2 separate regions of the Mus musculus genome follow, and region 1 is linked to region 2. Evidence: chromatin contacts called from public Hi-C data. All regions are on one chromosome and are shown on one strand. Each heading gives the region's core, a stretch centred on a gene start, on an enhancer-like site or on the middle of the called end of the contact. The rest is flanking DNA. Distances are from core to core; before and after follow the strand shown.

What was found. A called contact is a pair of places that touch in the nucleus more often than the background predicts.
Region 1: a Hi-C map of cerebral cortex shows a contact between it and region 2, with 4 times the contacts expected there. The contact joins two enhancer-like sites. A contact is called at or near these places in 1 of 15 datasets of contacts at CTCF or cohesin (pro-B cells), 2 of 484 Hi-C or Micro-C datasets (cerebral cortex and embryonic stem cells) and 2 of 115 datasets of contacts at active chromatin or transcription factors (embryonic basal ganglia and embryonic stem cells).

Annotation. Positions count from the first base shown.
Region 1 is chr7:122,698,953-122,705,681 of GRCm38.p6, reverse strand. All of the region lies in intron 1 of Cacng3 (calcium channel, voltage-dependent, gamma subunit 3), which reads right to left. Among named protein-coding and RNA genes, the nearest start is that of Cacng3, 31 kb to the right of the region's middle. Within about 2 kb of position 2,876, at least 7 of the 459 cell types and tissues checked have an H3K27ac peak or open chromatin away from gene starts, as enhancers often do. A contact at or near this core is called in cerebral cortex, where this site is marked.
Region 2 is chr7:122,492,130-122,499,171 of GRCm38.p6, reverse strand. All of the region lies in intron 5 of Prkcb (protein kinase C, beta), which reads right to left. Among named protein-coding and RNA genes, the nearest start is that of Cacng3, 180 kb to the left of the region's middle. Within about 2 kb of position 4,866, at least 6 of the 459 cell types and tissues checked have an H3K27ac peak or open chromatin away from gene starts, as enhancers often do. A contact at or near this core is called in cerebral cortex, where this site is marked.

The DNA.
Region 1 (6,729 bases), core at 1,627-4,126, 210 kb before region 2:
CCATCCTGCCTGTACTCAGGAGTGCATCCTGTCTGCTGTGGGAGTCCTTACCTGGTCAATATCCATCCCTCCTGTGCCTCAGTTTCTCTGGACACTGGCTTATCCTAAAACCAGCTCACCTTGTCCTACCCTCTTTCAAAACCACATCCTCCTTAGCAGTCGGCTCCCTTCATCCCCACGCTGCTGTCAGCTTCTTTCCCCCTATTATCTGAGTGAGATACAGAGCTAGCAGGCTGTCTTTAGTGTGTGCACTGGTCGATGTATCTCCCAGGCAGCAATTCATTTCTTTGCTACAGTAATGCCAAGGTATGGTAATCTGTTGTATGTATGTATGTATGTATGTATGCATGTATGTATGTGCACATTGCTCGCAGAGTCTAGAAGAAAACATTGGGTTCCCTGATGGCTACAGATAGCTGTGAACTGCTGTATGTGGGTGCTCAGAACAGGACTAGGGACCTCTGGAAGCACATGCATGCTCTTCCCTGCTGATTCATCTCTCTTGTCCCTTCCACTCCTGCTCCCTTCTTTACTGATTAAAAGACTGAGGCACAGAGGCATTAAGAAACTTTCTTTCCAGGTCACCCTGCCTGGAAACAAGTGGTGGAAACAAGACTTGAACCCAGCACAGTCTGCCTCCCTACTATGCATATTCCTAACCATTGTGCTGGTGACTCACTCCTGTGAGCCTGGCTTTCATGGCCACAATTTCCTCTTCCCCTCCCTCCCTTCCTTTCTTCTCTGTTTCTTTCTGTGTCCTTCCCCCCTTGTATGCATGTGTTCATATTTCTAGAAAGGCCTTGTATTTAACCTAGACTGACCTTGAATTCAAGATCCTCCTGCATCAGCTTCCTGAGTGCTGCAGTTACAGGTATACCATATACGAATACCAATATACTTTTTTAAAGGAAGACTGGGAAATGGCCTTTCAGGTCCAGGTCCTTTTACTTCTTATCTTCTTCCACCAAAGGATACTGTTTCCACTTTCCATCTGATTAGTGTAGCCTATATCTGGACCACTGATCCAACCAACTGTAGACAGAAAGAGTATGTGTAGGAAAATGCATCTATACTCAACACAGAGAGACTTTTTTTCTTACCTCATTTCCTAAACAACACAGTGTAGCAACTATTTACATCTCATTAGACACTACAAATTACGTAGGGATGGTTTATATACACAGCCGGATGTACTGGCACCACAGGCAACATACAGCTACTACATCTCACACGAAGGAGCTGTATTGGAATGCTTGATGCTTGCATGGTCTTTAGGTGCATAGTCACACGGTCATCAGAGGTGTGGCTAAGATGCAGGCAAGTGCTGCAATGTGTTCTATTTGGTACTGTCCCATCTGCAGGCTGTCAGAGCAGCGACAAAGTTTCACAAAACAACTGCAGACAGCTATGGAGAACTGACCACAGGCCCATAGTAATCCATCATCAGTTATAACTTCCATGTTGAGCCTGTGAGAAGCCACTATGCTTTGCCTGTCAGTGATGAAGAAAGAGTCGTAGGAAAGTGAAGCCAGCATGCCAAAGTCACCCAGCTACGAAGGGGCAGACCCAGGAGTCTGCCCATGTTTCTGAGCATCCTCTCTTACTGCTAGGAGGATTTCCCACCAGCCCCTATTAGGAGACACAAGTTTTTGTTATGTGGCATGACATCCTCTAAGGAAGTGAAATGTCCGTCTGATCTTGGTACCAAGAGAAATTGTGCTGTTCTAAATTTCATTTATTTTAGGTGTTATTTATTGAGCAGTAGCTAAGTGGCTGAGATTGTGATCAATATCCTCCATAATGCTTGTTTCATTTTATCTTCAAAATAATTTCATGGTTGCAATTATTATCCCTAGTAGAGGAAAAAACCAAACCAACAAGATCTTATGATCTAAGTAACTTGCCCAGGGATGAGGTATGGATAAAGTCTGCTTGGTAACTTAAGCCAAGTTTAGGCATAGGTCTGGAAAGATACCCGATTCTACTATTTATAAACTAGGCGACCAACTTAAGCTACTTAATTTCTTTCATGCCACAGTTTCTTTATCTATGAAATGGGCATGATGGGGACTGAGTTAATTCTTCTAAGGTTATCAGTACTCTCTGCATGTAGCTGACTGCTGAGAGACTCAGTCTGCACCTCATCTTGTTAGCTGCCCTTAACAGAAACACAGAAGCTCCAGGTCTGCATCTCTAGACTCACTTTTGCCTTGGTTCTGTTCTCGTTCTTCTTCAGTGCAATCTCATTGCATAGCTAGAAATCCTCTCCATCTTTTCAGAAGCAAAATGAGTGTAACTCGGCAAGTATACAAAATGGTGAGTAATTCTGATTCAAGTCAAGCTTACTATACATAGTAGGTCTTTGTTCCAACCTCCCTCCCTCCCACCCTCAAGTTACAAGCCTATCTTTTTATCCAAGACTGGGAGCCACACTGTTCTTAGCTACTACTCCACATATTTCCTCCATGTTGAGCTTTCCATGTCTGTGAATGATAGCCAATATTACGGCACTCTCTCCAGACTTTTAGTACTACTGTTTGAAAAGATTTTATATAAATCACTATTCTCTATTTCACAGATAAGGAAACTGAGGCACAGAAGAATTAAATAGCTTCACTACAGTCTTGCAGTCTATAGTTAGTAGGACCAGCTGTCTGTAAATCCAGGCAGTGGAGTCCCACAGTCCCAAACCACTAGTCCATGCTACCTGCAGTTAGGAGTTCAGTTGGAGAGCCTTCCTGAAGTAGCCACAGATGTCTCTCAGAGTAGTCACCGTGTCCCTATTAGTAACTGGAAGGGAGGCCAGAGTCCTGGGGGTGAAGCCCTCCCTGTAAGTGGGTGGGCCCACACATACTGGAGGCTGAATCCTGTAAGCTTCGGGGCTCCACCTTCTGTCCAGCTGCTCCAGCTCTGGAGAGCTTGGTCTCCACCTGCCAACTTGGAAGTTTTAGCATCTCAGCTGTTTCAGAATTACCAAAGCCCACAAAATGCTAAGGTGCTTTTTTTAGGGTTTTTTAAAAAAATGTGTCTTCTCCACCATCACACAACAATCCAAAGGAAAAATTTCAGGTTCTTTGCCAAATGCGTATTTTTAAAGATTGCATTTGGCCAAATACCAGAGATGGAACGTCAGAGAGGACTGTGGGGGTTGCTGAGGTACATCCACGAGGACCAGGAGCAGCAGAAGGAGGACAGCTCTTTCTGTAGAGCTCTGGGTTGCCTGGGTGCAGTGGAGGCTTAAGTTGGTACCAGCTCCCTTACCACATTTGTTGACAAAGTTTTCCCTTAAAACATTATCATTTAACCCAGAGGGTGGCCCAGAGGATTCGGGGCTCTATATGAATATCTCTGCATGGCTTGGACAACAATTATCAATTGGCTCTTTAGTGGACAGTCTCCATACTTGTTGTTGTTGTTGTTGTTGTTGTTGGTGGTGGTGGTGGTGGTGGTGGTGGTGGTGTGTGTGTGTGTGTGTGTGTGTGTGTGTGTAGCAGGCTCCCACCGGTGTGAATCGGCTAAGTCATCATTTTGTAGCGCTTCCGTTTGGGACTGCAAACATCCACCAACAAATAGGAGCCTTGCTTTCTAACGAGCTGGGGATGTGTGGAAAATAGAATCACTCACAGAAGTAGTGAGCCACAGATGTTCCATGGTGACAGCAGGCTGTGCCAAGCACAGACAGTATGTGTGGCCATAAGACAGGAAGTGCTGTCCAAGAGCCCAGGAGACAACGGGATGAGGACAGCTGGAGATGGAGCCTGGCCTCTCCTCCCCCAGGCCCAGCCTTCTGCAGAGTTGCATGACACCCAGTCTGGAAGTGGTCCAGGAAGCTGAATGTTTAGCTTTGAATAACTGCCATGAAAGCTTTCACCTCCAAAGCAAGGGGAAGAGATGTTTATAAGGAATCAGAAAGACGTGGGTTCAAATTCAAGTTCCAGTGCTAGCTAATGGAATGTCCTTGTCAAGTCAACTAACCACATTTTAAAAAAACACTATAAAATGGGAAAATAAAAGGACCTATTTGCAAGGTTGTTGCATGTATTGAAAGAGACAGTACAAAGCCCTTGCTATAGTGACCACTCATGGGAAACACCGTAAATAATGGCTGTCATCATAACTAGCACCAACAGCATCATCTTCCACACCATAGTCCTGACACCCTACTAAGCAGTCTTGACTTTTTATAATCCCACTTCTTCCCTTTCCACAGTAGGATTGGAATAATTATGATTAGTTCACAGAATTCGTGTTTATTAAGTTCTAGGACAGGACCTAACACTTAGCCCTCAAAACACATAAATCCATTCCTCTCTCCCCTTTAAGTTAAATTTCCGTTAAGTGTGGTTGAATTTGACTATCAAGTTTCCCAACTTTCAAGCCTGGTGTGGTGGCGCACGTCTTTAATCCAAGCACTCGGGAGGCAGAGGCATGCAGATTTCTGAGTTTGAGGCCACAACAAAGTGAGTTCCAGGATAGCCAGGGCTATACAGAGAAACCTTGTCTCAAACAAACAAATAAAAAACAAACAAACAAACAAACAAAAAAGTTTCCTAACTTTCTTTTAAAATGTGGCTGGATTTAATTTTCAAGAGGCAGAATCTGGCTAATATTACATGGCTGCACTGAGGACCCAGAAGCCAAGAGGGCAGAAGCAATGACTTGTCCAGAGGAGATGCTGCTGTGTCAGCATCTTGGTATAAACCTTATTCAGATCAATAAAGCATTACAGAGATGTATTCAAGGGAGAGAAGCAAGTGGAGAGACAATATCTTCACAATGTTATAATTTTTAAAGATTCATTTTATTTCAATGTAGGTGTGAATGAATATGTGGCTATCCATGAAAGCCAGAAGACAGTGTTACGGTGAGGAGCTGCCTGGGTATGGGTTCTGGGACTTCTGGTCCTCTATGAGCTAGCTCTTAACTGCTGAGTCATCTCCTTAGATCTGCTCTTCAGTGTTTAAAAGCTAACAATGTCCCTGCACTTATGTGCACGTGCATGAGTGAGTTTTAAGACATGCTCATTATATCACGTCACTATGACAAACACCTCAGAGAACTCCATTAACCATGGAGAAGTCTGTATACCCTCACTTCAGAGCTCTCAGCCTAGGCTCAGCTGTTCCATTCTCAGCTTTGGGTCCAAGGTGAAGCAGAATCATGATGGTGGGTTTGTGGAAAGGAGGCTTCTCATCTCATAGTGGCCAGAAAGCCGACATCCCGACTTGATGGGCTTCTTCCTTCTACTCTGTTGCATCTAGCCCTCAGTTTATTGGACAGTGCTATTATCCGTAGTTAGGATGGATTTTCCCCTGCAGTTGCTGACTGTTGTGGGCACTGGGATCTGGACTGAGGTCCATGGCAGTCATCTCTGGAGATGTCTGCATGATCAAACCCAGGCATGTGTTCTAATAATCTTCCAGGCATGTATCAATCTAATGGAGCTGGCCATCAAGATGAACTATTACATAGGGGTAAAGAAGCTTGTGGTGGAAACAGACCTCATTGTTCATGCTGCTAACTTTCCAGTGGGAAGAGGGCAGGTCTAGAACAAGGTCTATTAATACTGATTTTCTATCTTTAGATAGTTTTGCTCGTTGTAGTAGATGCATTACTCTTTTTTTTTAAAGATATTTTCTTTATATACATTTCAAATGCTATCCCGAAAGTTCCCTATACCCTCCCCCCGCCCTGCTTCCCTATCCACCCACTCCTACTTCTTGGCCCTGGCATTCCCCTGTACTGGGGCATAGAAAGTTTGCAATACCAAGGGGCCTCTCTTCCCAGTGATGGCCATCTTCTGCTACATATGCAGCTAGAGACACGAGCTCTGGGGGTACTAGTTAGTTCATATTATTGTTCCACCTATAGGGTTGCAGACCCCTTCAGCTCCTTGGGTACTTTCTCTAGCTCCTCCATTGGGGGCCCTGTGTTCCATCCTATAGATGACTGTGAGCATCCACTGCTGTATTTGCCAGGCACTGGCATAGCCTCATATGAGACAGCTATACCAGGGTCCCTTCAGAAAAATCTTTCTGGCATATGCAATAGTGTCTGGGTTTGGTGGCTGATTATGGGATGGGTCCCTGGGTGGGGTAGTCTCTGGATAGTCCATCCTTTTGTCTTAGCTCCAAACTTTGTCTCTGTAACTCCTTTCATGGGTATTTTATTCCCTATTCTAAGGAGAAATGCAGTATCCACCCATTGGTCTTCTCTCTTCTTGATTTTCTTGTGGTTTGCAAATTGTATCTTGGGTGTTCTATGTTTCTCGGCTAATATCCACTTATCAGTGAGTGCATATCTAATGACTTCTTTTGTGATTGGGTTACCTCACTAAGGATGATATCCTCCAGATACATCCATTTGTCCCTTATTTATAATAGCCAGAAGCTGGAAAGAACCCAGATGTCCCTCAACAGAAGAATGGATACAGAAAATGTGGTGCATTTACACAATTGGAGTACTACTCAGCTATTAAAAAGCAATAAATTTATGAAATTCTTGGACAAATAGATGTATTACTCTTACAATATCTTAAAATGGACTTTGAACAATTGTTGTTCACAAATTTTAAAATGACACCTGTAACTTGATTCAGGAGATCACATAGCTAATGTGGCTGCTTGAATGAAAATATCCTACATAGGTTCATAAGGAATGGCACTACTAGAAGGTGTGGCCTTGTTGGGGTAGGTGTGGCCTTGTTGGAGAAAGTGTGTCCCTGGGGGT
Region 2 (7,042 bases), core at 3,617-6,116:
ACACTGAGCTCTGGGGATGTCTATGATGTGGGAGCATCCTGGGAAAACTGGTGGGACTTCAAGAACAGCCACCCCAAGAAGGTCACAGCTACTTGCTACCTACTGGAGAAATACTGGTGGTGGTTTTTGGAAGAATGCCTAACCAGACACTGATATAAATCTGATGCTCATCTCCAAAAAGCTTGCATGGCAGAGATAAAGTGCATTCTAGCACAGACCCCACCCCCATCCCTGCCTGGCTAGAATGCTCAGAAGGAAAGGGATGCCCTGCAGAGCCGACCCACCTGAGATACCATCTCTGGCTCACAGAGAGCAAGCCCTAGGATGTTTCTTCCTTCAGCACACAGTGACTCTATATATAATAGGCTATGGCTTTAAATGATTTGTTTCCCCAATTCCCACTTTACTGGATTTTGTCACTTGTGCCCCGAGGCTCTTCCCGCCACCCAGGCCCTGCAGCTAGACATGAGTCATCTCCTCTTGCCTCAGGGAGAGAGTTGTCAGGTGTGACGGAAGAACAAAGGCAGCAAATCCTTGACTTTTTGGTCCTCAAAGCTTCTGTCCCCTCCTTCTTCCCCAGCCACGGCTCAGAAGGTGAACTGCAGGGTGACAGGGAGCGACAGTCCCTTCTCTGCTCTGTGATGCACCCCTCTGGTGCCCAAGCTCTGACTTATACTTGCTTTCAGCACTGGCTTCCACTGCAGCAGCTGCAGGGCTGGGGATGGAGCTGGGTTAGGAAGGTGCCTGCCTAACAAGTCCCTAGCATGAAGGAGGTGTGGTGGTGCACACCTGAATTCCCAGCACCTGGGAGGGAGAGGCAGGGGGATGGGGAGTTCAAGGCTATCCTGACTACAAGAGTAAGTTGGAGGCCAGCCTGGGAACACCTGAGTCTCAAAACAAAAACAAACACAAAAATCCACAGCGAGCTCCCATGCACACCTTGCCCTAATACAAAACCCCAGGACTGGTCCCAGACGCTCAGTCCTAGAGAGAGGCTGGATCCAAACCTGACAGGGGCAGAGCTAGAGCAAACAGCCGAGACGTGTACTTTCCTATGTGTGATGAAAGATCCTCTCTCTCCCAGCCCATAGACTGAGAAGTGGTTTCTCCATCTATTGTCCACAAAACTGCAGCAGGCTAATAGGCAACAGACACCACCCAGACCTCTTGAAGTAAAGACCAAACTGAGTGTTCCGTTACTGTAACAAAACTTCCAGCTTATTCTGAGGCTCCTGAGGTATGAGAACCACCACTTTTGGCCAGCGCTGTCTGACAGAACTTACTGGAAGAATGGAAATGTGTGCTCTCCCTGCTAGCAGCCCCTGGTCACTGGCTGCTGAGGATGTGAAGTCTGGCTATTGTACAGGAAGAACTGAATTCTTTACTTTTCATTTAATTCTCATTGATTCCTATTTAAATGATCCCATGTGGCTGGTGGCTGCCATGTTGTACTGAGCGGCTGGAACACTTACGTCAGTCTCCTGCCTGACAGACCTACCTCAGTACCCTCTTCTTGCAGGTCAGCCTACGAGCTGCAGACAAATTAATCTTCTCGGAGCATAGATCTTATCATGTCGTCCCTGAGCCTGAAACACTCTCAGTGACTCACCATCCCTTTCTGAGTCGAACGAAGTCCATTTCCTTCTGTTCTTTTTTTTAATAAGACTAAAAATGACTTATCTCAGAATATGATTTTTTAAAAAGACTAAATAATTGTAATACATGACGATGAGTGAGCTCCTGTAAAAGACTTGTACTGAACGCAGGTTATACATGAATCTCATTTAATCCTCACCAAAACCTTATGATATACATATAGGGCTCTCTCTCCACTTCACTTATGTGAAAACTGAGCTGAGGAGGTTGAACGATGCATCTGACATCCCATAGCTGTCAATAGAAGAGCAGGATTGGAACCCATGCCAGTGCTGGGGACGATGGTGAGCTCTGTAGTTTAAGGAACTTCAAGTTCAAGGATAGCATGGTCTACTTGGTGACAACCAGTCTCAAACACCATGACTATACAACTATCTCTAAGACATCCCCCTAATCCTGGCAGGTTTTCCTGGGTCAAGTTTGATGTTGAATGTGCCCTCTCTTGGTTCGTCAGTGGTTGCATTCCCATGGAAGCAGCTTCTAGGGCTCCGTGAAACATGGGCACACTTGTTCTTTTGAAGTGAACAAGCGAAAGCTGTCATCAGATGTCTTGGATGCCTCTGGGTAAAGATTAACATATTTATCCCCAAAATAGCATATCTTTGCATCTCAGATGGTATATCTGGCACATCTTAAGGGAAGTCAGCACGTCATTCATCAAGGTGTTAACAAACAAACAAACAAACATGATGGAGGACCTTTTAAAAATGATACAGACAGATCAGGCAGGTGAGAGCCAGACAGGTGAGCAAGGACAGGTACCTGTTAGCTTAGAAAAGATGCTGAGCCATCACTGGAAAGAGAGGCCCATTGGACACGCAAACTTTATATGCCCCAGTACAGGGGAACGCCAGGGCCAACAAAATGGGAATGGGTGGGTAGGGAAGTGGGGGGGAGGGTATGGGGGACTTTTGGGATAGCATTGGAAATGTAATTGAGGAAAATACGTAATTAAAAAAAAAGTATGATATATAAAAAAAAGATGCTGAGGAGGGAATGAAATCTAATCTCAGCCTCCATCCCAGAGTGGAGAGTCTGTGTGTGTGTGTGTGTGTGTGTGTGTGTGTGTGTGTGTGTGTGTGTGTGTGTGTGTGTGTATGTGAGTGTGTGTGTGTGTGTGTGTGTGTGTGTGTGTGTGTGTGTGTATGTGTATGTATTATGTTGAAGCCCTGAAGGATATTGGTAGTCTCTGGGTAGGCCAGACACTAACTTTGTCATGGCTGGGCCATGTCCCGGGGAAGGAACAAACAAGCCACAGGGACAGAAGTGCTTGTGCTATTAGTTATCTGACAAGTGGTATAGAAACAATTTAAGCATCCACCATACCAAAGCAAGTGAGTACTGCATAGAAACTTCTTCTTGTTGTTGTTTTAAAAATGAGGTTCCAGATAGTTTCATTTTATTTATCATTTATTTTTATAACGTGTGGTGCTGGGAATTAAACCTGGGCCTCATGAGTGCTAGGCTAATCCCTCCGCCTCTGGGCTGCATTCCCACTCTCAGTTTCACCTTTAAAGAGGTCTCCAGAAGACTGCTTAAGAACTGATAACAAGCTGATGGGGTGGGGGAGATATCAGATATCAGATGCCTGCTAGGTGTTCTGGTGACTATGAGAGAGCTTCCTCCACAGTGCTCAGGCCTAGAGTCCTAGGTAATGGTGCTCTTCTGTGGAAATTTGACAAGGTGGGACCTAGCTAGAGGAAGAAGATCAAGGGGGTGGATCATTAGGAGTGTGTAACCCTGGCCCACTCCTTCACCTCCCCTGACCCCTGTTTCTTTTCCTCCCCCAACCCTCTTCCTATCAGGAAGAGCAGCAAGAGCTCTTCTGTCACGTGTCCCTACCACCATGATGTCCTGTCCAACTACATGGGACCAAGAGGCCACCACAGGATGACCAATCTGAGACTGTGAGCCAAACCCCCTTTTTTAAAAGTTGTTTGCCTCAGGTTTGGCTGGCCGACTGTAAGCTGACTAACACAGTGTGAGGTCATGTTACGGAGGGATGGGGAATAACGAAACTCTAAAGAGGTCATGGTTGAACAGAGTAAAAGTCCAAATACAGTCAGCTTTACTTCCGTGAGCTTCACATTTTTCAAAAGGAAAAAGGAAGAACTAGTCATGTGTGCGCGCAAATGTGTGTGTGCAACACTAAACTGATCCAAATCGCAACCAGCCCACAGAGCGCAGCAGACTCAACTGGGCATCTTCGGAACGGTAATGACCTTGGCAGAGACGCTGCAACTGGGGCTTGAAAACACCTGTGACGGGCTCCCAATGGAGGAGCTAGAGAAAGCACCCAAGGAGCTAAAGGGATCTGCAACCCTATAGGTGGAACAACATTATGAACTAACCAGTACCCCGGAGCTCTTGACTCTAGCTGCATATGTATCAAAAGATGGCCTAGTCGGCCATCACTGGAAAGAGAGGCCCATTGGACACGCAAACTTTATATGCCCCAGTACAGGGGAACGCCAGGGCCAAAAAGGGGGAGTAGGTGGGTAGGGGAGGGGGGGTGGGTGGCTATGGGGGACTTTGGGTATAGCATTGGAAATGTAAATGAGCTAAATACCTAATAAAAAATGGAAAAGGAAAAAAAAAAAAAAAAGAAAACACCTGTGACCTTTCCAGAATGTGCCCACCTCGATCCTCGTGATGCTGAAGTGCTGAAGCTGTACACAGAGCTGGTAAGGGGTGAGGCGAGGCCTTGGCTGGAGCCACTACCATCCCATCCACTCTCCCCCCACCCCCCCAGTCCTCTTGCCTCTACCTTTGGACTTCAAGCATATATGGCTGCTTGCTCCCCTCGGCAAGCTTCTGCATCTGAGAGAGTAACAGACAGACTGAGTGTGCGTGCGGGACCATGTCCCACACGTACTGTCTAACAACTATGTGCAGGCTGAGCATGCCCGACAGATCTCTCCTTAATGACTCGGACCTTCCCACCAAATCCCAGGCAGTTCTGCCGGCTCTGGAGAACCTGGCTAGGCCAGAGTCATCGTCTGTGCATACACTCTGTGATCAGCTGTGCCCTTCCCTGAGGGGGAAAGATGCAGAGTAAGCCTTAAGCAAAAAACCCAAGAGAAAATTTGTAAAGGAGCGTCATGACCCAACCGTCTTTGAGATCTTTCTCTGCCTGCAAGGCCCCCTGCCCTCAAGCTGATGCCCATGCATTAACCAGACCTCAGCACAGATCAGCCACCATCCAGGGCTTGCAGAGCAGGCGCTTGGAGCTCCCCCTAGAGTTCAGAGTGTACCTGTCCTTTATCCAGAGGACTCCCTCCATGGTCCTTTGCCAAAAGCCCATTTTGCCTGCCTTTCCTGTCTCTGCTGCCATTTCCTCCCTAAGGCCCTTTTGGGCCTCACCTCACCCCTCACCAGCTGTGCTCCATTCACCCTCAGCACCTCAGCACACCCAATGGGACATTCAGTTGTCACCTAGAGAAGAGACTGTGACACCCCAATGTTTTGAAAGAAGCCTGTGCTCTGATGAGGACTTTGAGTCTCAGTGACACTACTTTCTAGCTGCGTGACTGTGGGAAGTTTCCTGGGCTGTCTGGGTCTCGGTTTCTCCCTCTGTAGTATGAGAATAGTAGCAATGCTACCTCATAGAATTGTGTATGAGTGTGTGTGTGAGGTGGGGGTTGCTTAAGAGCTACGATGAACACTACATTATAATATGAATTATCCTGACTACAACCTATTACTGTTCTGTCCTACTAAGTGCTGAGGAAAACCATTTGTATATACTTTGCAAATGTTGAATAAATGGTTAAAGGTCATTAGACTCCCCAATTCCCTATAAGATTAAAGCCGCCTGTGAGCAAGATCTGTTCCTATGGTGACCACATCTGGGTGCCCAGCCTGAGTACCAGCATCCAGCCCAGTGCATGTGGTCAATGAATGAGCATGGAACTGATACATGGGTAAATAGCATGCTTCCCTCTATCTGCTGCAGTGTCCCAGTGACTGTGACACAGCGGTCTCTTCTCTCATCCCCTGGGCCACCTTGCATTTGCATCCGGCACAGAGCACACTCCATCTACTTGCTGTGTGAACCATGGTGGCTCAATAGACCAGCGCAGTGAGGAACGGGCTACATGCTGAAGGACCAAACAAATGTCCAGGAACCACACATCCCTAAGAGCATCCTTAGGAGACAGAGAAGATCCTAATGTGCAAGAGAATTTGCAGGTGCCATGATCCATTCTGCTAATGACCGTGGACAAGGGTGGCACTTGCGGAGCAGTCTATGCGCACATGTTTAAGTGTGTTCATGTGCGGAGGTGTTCCTTACCCCCACTGTCCTTGCTCCTCACAGCCACACTTGTTCCACGTCTCCCTGGGAGGCCCAGCTGGTTTAGAAAAGTCAGTGTCCTGGCTGATTTGAAAACAGGCTGTTCTGAGACCATCTGCTTCCTTTGCCCTAGGACACGGGAGCTGGCGTAAACTGTCCTCCTGTGCCGTGTCTCCTGCATTTCAAGCAGTCTTGTCTGATCTCAAGCCACTTTCCATACCAAATTCATAAAATGTGGTGGTGAGGTGTGGAGACACCGAAGCCAGAGAGCCTGGGCTTCAAGAGACTCGTTGTCATTCAGTGGCTGTGTGCCCCAAGTCACGTACTGTCTCAGTGACTCAGAACCCTTCTCCAAAAGAAGGGGCTTTATAATAAGAATGTTATCTCACTGGAACAGTGTAGTAATTAAGTGAATTCATACAGTCTTTGGCATATAGTAAACTCAGAGTGTTCCATCTTGTGATTACTGGCTATTATTCTGCATTGGCATCCCATAATGCTTCCACAGCATGCTTGGTGACCTTAACACACACACACACACACACACACACACACACACACACACCAGGGTGCTCAAATACACAACTGGTCCTAAAGGAAATGACCATTCTTCAGCACTCTTCTTGCAAAAAGCCAAGCATTTCTCTTTACCTAACAGTCGCAACAGCAACAGCAAAAGCAAACCCAGTGTCAGAGTAACCTCCAAATTAAACAAATGCCCCAACTGGTAATTCACCCTCCAGTCTTCATCCCAATTAGTACTCAATTTTTACATAGTCACTAAGCCATGAGTCTGTTCTGTATTAGATATATTTTCATTTAGCTTCATAACACTCCCACTAAAAACAACGCTGAAAACCAAACAGCAAACATGGCTGATGGGTGGCAGTGGGGAGAGCTCTAGAGGAGGAGGAGCCCAGCCCTGTCTGGACTGAGGTTCACTCTGGGCCACAAGCTGACTCTGGGCACAGGGCAGGAGGCCAAGCAGCTGCTGAGGGGCAGAAACATCCCAGAACTTGAGACGCACTCTTCAGACGCGTCTCGGATAAGAGTTTCCAGGAAAGCAGAGCCTGGCATGCCAAGATTCTAGAG